Linked DNA regions of Zea mays: region 1 is linked to region 2. Evidence: chromatin contacts called from public Hi-C data. All regions are on one chromosome and are shown on one strand. Each heading gives the region's core, a stretch centred on a gene start, on an enhancer-like site or on the middle of the called end of the contact. The rest is flanking DNA. Distances are from core to core; before and after follow the strand shown.

The links. A called contact is a pair of places that touch in the nucleus more often than the background predicts.
Region 1: a contact with region 2 is called in a Hi-C map of leaf, with 5 times the contacts expected there. The contact joins the promoter of LOC100283452 here to the promoter of LOCLOC100284690 in region 2. A contact is called at or near these places in 3 of 25 Hi-C or Micro-C datasets (leaf and root tip).

Annotation. Positions count from the first base shown.
Region 1 is chr2:1,892,406-1,897,554 of Zm-B73-REFERENCE-NAM-5.0, forward strand. It overlaps LOC100283452 (pyruvate kinase, cytosolic isozyme), which reads left to right and starts at 1,747. Exons shown (of 3, transcript NM_001156353.1): 1 at 1,747-2,132; 2 at 3,695-4,156; 3 at 4,545-5,149. The coding sequence starts at 1,866.
Region 2 is chr2:1,687,509-1,692,425 of Zm-B73-REFERENCE-NAM-5.0, forward strand. LOCLOC100284690 reads left to right here and starts at 2,767. Exons shown (of 6, transcript NM_001157585.2): 1 at 2,767-3,122; 2 at 3,387-3,540; 3 at 3,631-3,746; 4 at 3,827-4,037; 5 at 4,123-4,360; 6 at 4,454-4,917. The coding sequence starts at 3,438.

The DNA of each region.
Region 1 (5,149 bases), core at 497-2,996, 200 kb after region 2:
AAAAGTTATCGAACTATGATTAAAAAAATGTTTGGCATGTATTTTACATGTCAATTGTGAGACGTTGGTAAATTCTAGCAGCAAATGAGTAATCTTTTTGATAAATTTGATCACGAACCAAATAGACACTTGTTAGATGATTTGGACACGAGAGCTCATTAGTAATGAAAAAAATATGGTGCAGAGACAGAGATGCATTAGTAGTGTTTGGTTAAGGAGCCAAGTAGAACGGAGCCGTTCCATCCATGATTCTAGGAACGGAGCCGCTCTATTTTGTGTTTGGTAATCTGGAACAGAGCGGCTCTGTTTTTTGTTTGGTTGTAGAGTGAACGGAACGGAGCGTGACTGTGAGAGCGAGATGGGAACGGAGTGGCTCCGTCCGGTTGATTTTTTGGAGCGGAATGGTTCCAGATCTGAGGAGAATATTCACTAATTGGAGCCATTCCATTCTAGTTACTTTGTAACCAAACAGCAACAAAACTAGGACTGAACGGCTCCGTTCTACTTGGCTCTTCAACCAAACACTACCTAAGAAATGTTATATATTGAGAGAAGAGAAAATTCATATTAAGACGGAGAAGATTGAATATTTATATGCAAAATTTAAAATTTATTTTAGCACGGAGAGAACGTATATTTTCGTAGCTCCATCTGTCCACATTCTCGATGTGACGAGCGTATAAATATTTTGACGAGAAATGGTCTGGTCCAGCCGTTGAGGCTCAAATAATTAGAACCGTTGCTAACAGCAACAGGAAACGTTCAGAAGATTAGTGTGCCTTTTGTTGTGGAATGGGAGAATGCCAGGGAAAAACGAGAGATGAAAACGACCGTGACGAAAGAAACGGGCAGACGCAGAGCCGCCGACAACGAACGCTGTCGAGGAACACGAACCGAAAGCATCCAAAACGGAGGGCCTGGTTTCTGACGATCGACGCTGGTTTTGGCAAATGCCCAGGAATCATCCACCCCACCATCACCCGCGCTCGCATCGAAATTCGAAAAGGCGGGCAAATCCCACCACTTCAACAGCACTAATTTCAGATCTAATTTAGATATTATAATTATTATTCTTTCTCAATTGCCGTCGCAAAAGAAGACCCTTTCACCGTTGCAGTGCAGGGAAACCTCAGACAGGCCTGACTAACAACGACACATCGGCATAAGGGCATGTACAGTGGAGAGACACCAAAACGGTTCTCCAAGCACAGGAGACAACTAAGAGACTCTATTGTACAATGGAGTGTCTATAAACGTAGTCTATTAATAAATACAGAATTAAATGTATTTGTATAGCATCAGATCGATAGAACAGACGACAAATTCGTACAGTGGGAAGTGAGGCGTCTGTTGCTACTTGGTTTACGAGCCAGAGGCGTCTCTTCACGGAGAGACGGCTCTAAGATGTTTTTTGCAAATAACCCCCTTAAACATCTTAAGAGACTCCACATTAAACACCACTGTACATGCCCTAACAGTCAGGTGGACGCAGGGGTCACTGACGGGTAGGCCCGCCATGCTCTTTCCTGCGACCATCGCTCTCGCTCCCACTCCAAGGTACTATCCCAAATTCAGTGGGCACCACGTGTCCAGCGACTGACCCCTGCCTGGTGCATGCGCCTTCCATCTCCGGCCGGTCTCCGCTCGTCGTCCTCGCCCAGCCCAGAGACGCCCACGGAATCGCAATTCCCCACTCCCACCCCCCTTCTCCTTTCTATAAAGGGAAACTTCGCCACCAAATCTCGAATCCCATCTCGCTGCTCTCCGCCGCTCGACGCCGACGCCGACGCCGACACCTCTCCCTCCCCCATTCCCCGTGCCCCGGACCGCGGAGCAGACAGAGGCGAGATCCGGAGCGCCGCGCGATGGCGAACATCGACATGGCGAAGATCCTGGCGGACCTGGACCGCGGCGCCGGCGACGCGCGGCTGCCCAAGACCAAGCTCGTCTGCACGCTTGGCCCGGCCTCCCGCTCCGTGCCCATGCTCGAGAAGCTGCTCCGCGCCGGCATGAACGTCGCGCGCTTCAACTTCTCCCACGGCACCCACCAGTACCACCAGGAGACGCTCGACAGCCTCCGCCAGGCCATGCACAACACCGGCATCCTCTGCGCCGTCATGCTCGACACCAAGGTCTCTTCCCCACCTTCCCTGCTGCGTGCTGCCTTCTGTCTGTGTCATGGATTTGCTGCCGTTGCATGCTTTAGCTGCATGTGTGAGTTGGCTACCCGCTTACCAATTGGTTGGATCGGGCCTGGCGCCTGCCGGGGTTTCTTTTTCTCTTTGCCGCCGGAGGGATCTAGTGATCTGTTCAGTCGGACTCGGACGAGCTAGAATTTTTTTTTTAATCTCATCTCAATATGATTCCCACTCATGGAACTTGGTATTTTGATCTCAATGGGTTTTCGGTAGCACAAGGTTTAGATCTCAACTTAATTAGTGCATGCTACATGTATAACGACATACATTATACCATTAATAACGCGTGTAATAGTACGAAACAAACTTCTCCCACGGCAAGTAGCTTTCCGTAGGCAACATGCGCTGACTTTTGGCAGTTGCCAAGGGTGTGTGTCTTGAATGATCCGCATGCCATATACGTCTTGTTGGTTGAAGTTACTTTCAGATTCTGACTGCTTATTGTTCAAGTTACTGCAACTCTGGAATGTTTTTGGACTTAAATAAATGGTTTGACTGCTTGGTGTAGAGTTCATCTGCATCGAGCTTCCAAGGTCTTGATTTCTTGACAGTTGCTGCTACTTTATTTAAGATGCTGTTGGTTATTTGTGTTTGTAAAAAAGGAAACAGCACTACATGTTGGTTAAAGTTAGTTTCAGATTTTGTCAGTATGTTCAATCCTTTTACCTTGTACAATAGCACTTTCGGTTGTATGTCTAACTTTATCTACCCAGACCCAGAGTGTACTGAACAGTTGGTGGATGTTGAGCACTCCTACTTTACCTGATGTGGGAGTTTGGGTTTAAGAAGTCAATTCCTTCACTAGACTTGAAGATTGGCAAATTGTAAGCCAAAATATTTTTCATGGACATCGGCGTTTTGAGCTCAATGGTTTCTGAAGGAGTATTTAGACATTCATCTTGATCAAAATGAATGCTACATATATGTTCAGCACCTGTGATTACATTAGTTGCTTTCTTACGAAGTGGGATATTGATTTGTGACAGTTCGACAGAATAGTGTTTGCCTTGTTGCCATTCATGTGAAAAAATCTCCGTGTGAATGGTTGAAGTTAGTTCCAAGTTTGTTATGTTTTGTTCAGGTTACTTTCTCTACTTCTGGTTATGGTTCTAAGTTTAATGGTATGGGTCAGAGATTATTGTATTGTATCTAATGGGTCGGTCAATTTTCAATTGGTGTTTCATTTTCTTGACACAAAAAAACTGATATACAATGGAACTTCTAAGGGTATTTATTCCTTAATTTTTTTTCAGTTGCCACTAAGTTGCTTCCTCTTCATTTTTCTTATGTTTCAGTTATGGGTCCCATGGTCATATTTGTTGATTTGGCTTCATCACTAAAATCGAGTACATATATACTATACCTGCTCTTTGCTGCTTATGTTGTTATGTGCCCTCCATGATATTATGTAGCAAAAAATTCTGACTGTGTTCTTCTTTGTAGGACATTTAAGGTTGTTGCATGAAGTGTTCTTAGTCAGTCTTTTGTTTCTGCAGGGTCCTGAGATTCGTACAGGGTTTTTGAAGGATGGTAAACCAATTAAGCTAACCAAGGGTCAAGAGATCACTGTTACCACTGATTATGATATCAAGGGTGACGAAAAAATGATCGCTATGAGTTACAAGAAACTGCCTGTTGACGTGAAGCCTGGAAATGTCATACTCTGCGCAGATGGTACTATCTCTCTGGCCGTTCTGTCTTGCGATCCTGATGCTGGAACTGTGCGTTGTAGGTGTGAGAACACTGCAATGCTTGGTGAGAGAAAGAACTGCAATTTGCCAGGAATTGTTGTGGATCTTCCTACATTGACTGAGAAAGATAAAGAAGATATTTTGGGCTGGGGTGTTCCAAATGACATTGACATGATTGCTCTATCCTTTGTCCGTAAAGGATCAGATTTGGTGACTGTCAGACAGGTTCTTGGGCAGCATGCCAAGCGCATTAAGTTGATGTCAAAGGTTCGTATATACTATCACTGTCGACCTTTAAAGGGTTATATCAGCTATATTTCTGTCCATAATTTGGCACGACTCCATTTTTTGTTTGCATCTCTCGAATGAAACCTTCCCATCTTAATTTTTGCTGTGAACACATGATAACCACATGCTATGTTATTTATCATGTAACATATGAAAGTAGTATGTTGAGTACCCTTTTACCAACTAGGATATACTGCTTGCCCAGGCTGCAACTTCACAAGAATTTTTTACTTTACAGTTGGTTAGCGAAATGCAATTCTGTTAACTTGACGCTACATTTCCACCTGGTAGGCTGTTTTACTCCTAACCGAATTCTGTTAACTTCACATGGATCTGATTTCCTTAATGATATGGTTCTGCTATGCAGGTTGAGAACCAAGAGGGTGTTGTAAACTTTGATGAGATCTTGAGGGAGACTGATGCTTTTATGGTTGCTAGAGGTGATCTGGGAATGGAGATTCCAGTCGAGAAGATTTTCCTTGCGCAGAAGATGATGATCTACAAGTGCAACATTGCTGGCAAACCTGTTGTTACTGCTACCCAGATGCTCGAGTCGATGATCAAATCTCCTCGGCCGACACGTGCTGAGGCCACTGACGTTGCAAATGCCGTTCTTGATGGAACTGACTGTGTCATGCTCAGCGGAGAGAGTGCCGCTGGAGCCTACCCCGAGGTGGCTGTGAAGATCATGGCTCGTATTTGCATCGAGGCAGAATCTTCCCTGGACCACGAGGCAGTTTTCAAGGCCATGATCAGGTCCGCGCCTCTTCCAATGAGCCCTCTGGAGTCCCTTGCATCATCTGCTGTGAGGACTGCCAACAAGGCCAAGGCTGCACTGATTGTCGTCCTGACTCGCGGTGGCACCACGGCCAAACTGGTCGCCAAGTACCGCCCCAGGGTCCCCATCCTCTCCGTTGTCGTACCCGTGCTTACGACCGACTCTTTCGACTGGACCATCAGCTCCGAGGGCCC
Region 2 (4,917 bases), core at 1,517-4,016:
CTGGAGGGGGGCCTCGGGCGAGACGGAGATCCTCCGGGGTCGGCTGCCCTTGCCCGAGGCTAGGCTCGGGCGAGGCGTGATCGAGTCCCTCGAATGGACCGATCCCTGACTTAATCGCACCCATCAGGCCTTTGCAGCTTTGTGCTGATGGGGGTTACCAGCTGAGAATTAGGAGTCTTGAGGGTACCCCTAATTATGGTCCCCGACAATATTATTCATAGATTCGGCATTCCTCAGACCTTGACTACAGATCAAGGGACTTCTTTTATGTCAAAGGAGGTACGTGAATTTGCTGAATTATATAGAATTAAGTTGCTTAATTCATCTCCATATTATGCTCAGGCCAATGGACAGGCCGAGTTTAGTAATAGGACATTGATTAACTTGATAAAAAAGAAGATATCTGATAATCCTAAGCATTGGTATAAGATTTTGTCCGAAGCTTTATGGGCTCACAGCATATCTAAACATAGTGCTACTAAAGTGTCTCCTTTTGAGCTTGTCTATGGGCAGGAAGCAGTGTTGCCTGTGGAAATAAGTTTGAATGCTGTCAGGTTCGCCAGACAAAATGATCTAACCATCACTGATTATTACAATTCAATGATGGATAATATTGATGAGGTGACCGACAAGAGGGTGGTAGCTTTGGGAGCAATAGAAAAGGACAAGATCTTGGTAGCTAGGGCCTACAACAAGAAGGTCAAAGCAAGGTCATTTCAAGTAGGGGACCTGGTGTGGAAGACCATCCTGCCTCTAAGGAATAAAGACCAAAAGTTTGAAAAATGGTCGCCAAGCTGGGAAGGTCCTTATAAAGTAAAACAGGTAATGTCTGGTAACGCCTATTTATTGCAAACATTACAAGGCAAGGATTTACCAAAAGCGTTGAATGGGTGTTTTCTCAAGCAGTATCATCCTAGTATGTGGCAAGATGCTTAAGAAAATCGATGTAATCACATCGAGTTAAAATGCTTTTGGTTTGCTCAGTTCCTCTATTTCATTCATCTTCCTTCATATTATAGTCTCGCACACTCTATTTGAATATGAGGTCCCAACATTCAAACCTTCATTGATTTGACTATCAACCAATTTTTACAACTTCTTGTCACCACGCATGAGCGACTCCTGGCCCATGGCAGCCCCCAAGACGCTCTGGTTGGTTGGTAGATCGACCTTACAACTTTTCTTCATATCATCCCAAGTGAGAACAAGACCGCATTGAATGCCAAAAGTAGCGGGGTTTTTTTTTTTTATCGCTTCAAAACTTGGACGGAATCGTTGCTGATGGGCTGGCTGCAACAGGAGTCACTTGCTGCATTGCATGCAAGCAAGAAGACAGAAGAGAAGGGGTCCTTTTGTGCACGCGCGTCATGGCTTACTATTACTAATCCAGATTAGTCCGCCGGCTGCCTGGCGTGTGCTTTGACTTGGGATTATTATATAATAATACGCTACTCGCATCATTAGTCCGAACAATATAAAAATGGCAATCAAAGCGGCCGCCGGCAACGCAACGACATTCTCTCCTTTCTTTACTACGTATATATCTATCTTTTTTCTTTTCTATTCAAGGATAGTTTGTTTGATTACTTGATGGTGCACTCTATTGTATCTTAACCAACAAAAGAAATAGTCTAGCTATACTTTCTTAACCTTTGTACTCACTCCGTCCTAAAATACAAATCATTCTAAAATTTTTGGAGAGTCAGTTTTTAAAGTGTGATCGAAAGTATGGCGAGAATCATAAAGATTTATGACATAGAATAGATATAGTATGAAAAATATACTTAATAGAGAATCTAATGGTATACATTTGATATCGTAAATGTTATTAATTCATTGTATAAAGAAAATATATTTAACTACCCTTTTTGTGGTCATCACAATCACTATTCTCGCTCAACTAACCAAACTTCAAAAACCACACGTACAACTCTCAGGCTGGCCTCTGATTATTATATTAACAATAAGTATGGAGGGATGCTTTCATTGTTTTTTTTGTGGTCGAGGAAAACGGTGTCGGTATTCTAGACTTGTTGACCGTGACACCTCCTTTTTATAAAGAACAGTAGAACGCATGTTTTTTCTTTTGCCATAAGCTGTCGGGGATTGTTGTGCTATTAATGGATTAAGGGCAGGCTTGTTTGGGATTATCATATGTCCATTACTCTACTAGTGAACGTTAGGGCACATATAGTTAAGAGGCTTTGATCGATTGGTTTTCCAAGTACGAACCTTTGAATCATATTATAAGGGTATATATAACACAAATATCCAATTAAATGATGTGCCTCTAGAAAGGTCTATAGGGGGCTAATTGAAAAAAAAAACAAGAGATGCGCTCTTCACGAAGAGTCTACCTCTACACGACTCTTTATATATCTTTAGTATTGATGACTGCGTTTATGATTTAGGATCTCATGATTGTATCATGCAGTGTCTTTATAAAACCGGTCTAGAGTCTCTAGGTTGGTTGTACATGCCCAAAATACATTTAAAAGACAAAAAAAAAAAGTATACGTAGATACAGCATATTCATGAAAAGTCCGTTGCTTTTTCAGTTACAGACTCCTTAATTGATGGAGTTGTATATACGTACGTCGCTATGAGCACCAACCTCCGATATTTTATTGGCCGACTAGCCGTGCGGACGGACGGAGTTTGTTTTCTATAAGAAAATCTCGCAGTTGCGATTGCATTACCTGACCATTAGTATTTTTTTTTTTGAACTAAATACGAGCGTGTGTATGTATCAAACCAACACCAACACGCTCGGCTCCGCCTCCGCTGGTAGGTCACATCACACTCGCTTCAATATTGACACCACCAACGCACGCACGACCCTTCTTCCTCCTCCCGGCGGCTAGGCTGATTTCTCCTTGCATCGCCTTTATTGCGCTCAGCTGCTCTGCCAAGTGCCAACGTCGTACACCTCCAGCAGTGGAGGGAGCCGGAGCACGAGCAACACCAAGGTGTCCGCCACAGAAATCTACATATAATTGCAGCCCCAACCACCTCGTTCCTCTTCCCCTTCCCCCCTCCCCAGCCAAATCCGCTTTCCTAGCTCTAATCGCCGCCGATCTCGCCGGAGGAACTGCTAGCTAGCTGCTCCCTTCACTTCTCAGGTACTAGCCCGTCTTGCTCGCCATATTTCCCTTCTCTCTCTTTCTGTCCACCAAACCAACCCAGCCCTAAGATCTGTTCCAGCCTTCCTGCTGGGGATGTTTGTGTTCGTACCCTCTACAATCGGGTATTAAGTTGGACCGGCTGCAAAGCATGTCCAACCACAACTTCAGTTACTGCAGCAGCAGATTTCCGCGACACTCACACACATCAGTTCCTGATATGCCTGCCCCCTTTACTTTTTTCACAATTACTGCATGCATCAGGAGCCAGGATTAAAAGTTGCCTCAAAGAAGAAGATCCCTCTGCGCCGCTGCATGTTGAGCGAGCCTACCGTAGCGACGAGCGCGGATATGAATTGGTGTTGTGTTCCTAGGGCCAACAAGAGAGAAGAGAACCCTTACTCCAACAGCATCGGCGGTAAGGAAAAAAAAAAATGTATTATTTAATTTGCCTACAAGTTTTGTACTTGCAATTGCATGCTACAATATGCATATTGCATTATTTCAGGCATCTACTCCGAGAAGAACATAAGGCTGTTCTCCTATGCCGAGTTAAGATCTGCTACCGACAACTTCAACCGCACCAACAAAGTGGGACGAGGCGGATTCGGGACAGTTTATAAGGTGCCAGCCAAACTCGATCATATCTATTATATTGACGCCCGCGCGTCACATGGATCATCTCTTGTTTGTTGGCGTCACAGGGAACCATCCGAAGCGGGCGAGAGGTCGCGGTGAAGGTCCTCTCCGCCGAGTCCAGGCAGGGCATCAGGGAGTTCCTGACGGAGATCGACGTCATCAGCAACGTCAAGCACCCCAACCTCGTCGAACTCATCGGCTGCTGCGTCGAGGGAAGCAACCGGATTCTGGTGTATGAGTACCTCAAGAACAGCAGCCTTGACCGTGCGCTGCTGGGTACGAGCCACCACTAGCTGTTTACCCAAACCCATACCCATACCCATACCTACCTACCTGATCCATCAGTTGCGGCGTTCTGCAGCTTCTAACAGTGAGCCTGCCGACTTCACCTGGAGCGTCAGGTCTGCTATATGCCTCGGAGTCGCTCGGGGCCTTGCGTACCTGCACGAGGAGATCGCGGCGCCGATCGTGCACAGAGACATCAAGGCCAGCAACATACTTCTCGACAGGAACTACGTCCCCAAGATCGGGGATTTCGGTCTGGCCAAGCTGTTTCCTGACAATGTCACCCACATCAGCACCCGCGTCGCGGGAACAACGTGAGTACCGACGCCGACGGCCTAGTTTTTTTTTTTTTTTTTTTTTTTTTTTTGCACTTCTGCCGCTTGCCTTTTACCGTATGTTCCTCGCAGAGGCTACCTTGCGCCTGAGTACGCCTGGCATGGCCAGCTCACCAAGAAAGCGGACATCTACAGCTTTGGTGTCCTTGTCCTGGAGATAGTGAGCGGCACTAGTAGCTCCAGGAGCATACTCATGGATGACAAGATTCTCCTAGAGAAGGCATGGGAGCTGTACGAAGCGAAGAGGCTCAAGGAACTGGTGGATCCAGCCCTTGTAGACTGCCCTGACGAAGAAGCCATCAGGTACATCATGGTGGCCCTCTTCTGCCTACAGGCGGCCGCCGCGCGCCGGCCGACGATGCCCCAGGTCGTCACCATGCTGTCCAAGCCCGTCCGGATCAACGAGAGCGAGCTGACGGCGCCGGGGTACCTCCAGGAGTACAGCAGGCGGAGCCCCTTGTCCAAGGCCACCACTTCCACCGACTCCAGGTTCAAGAACCTGGCGTCCCAGGAGGACTCCAACATGTTCAGCACGG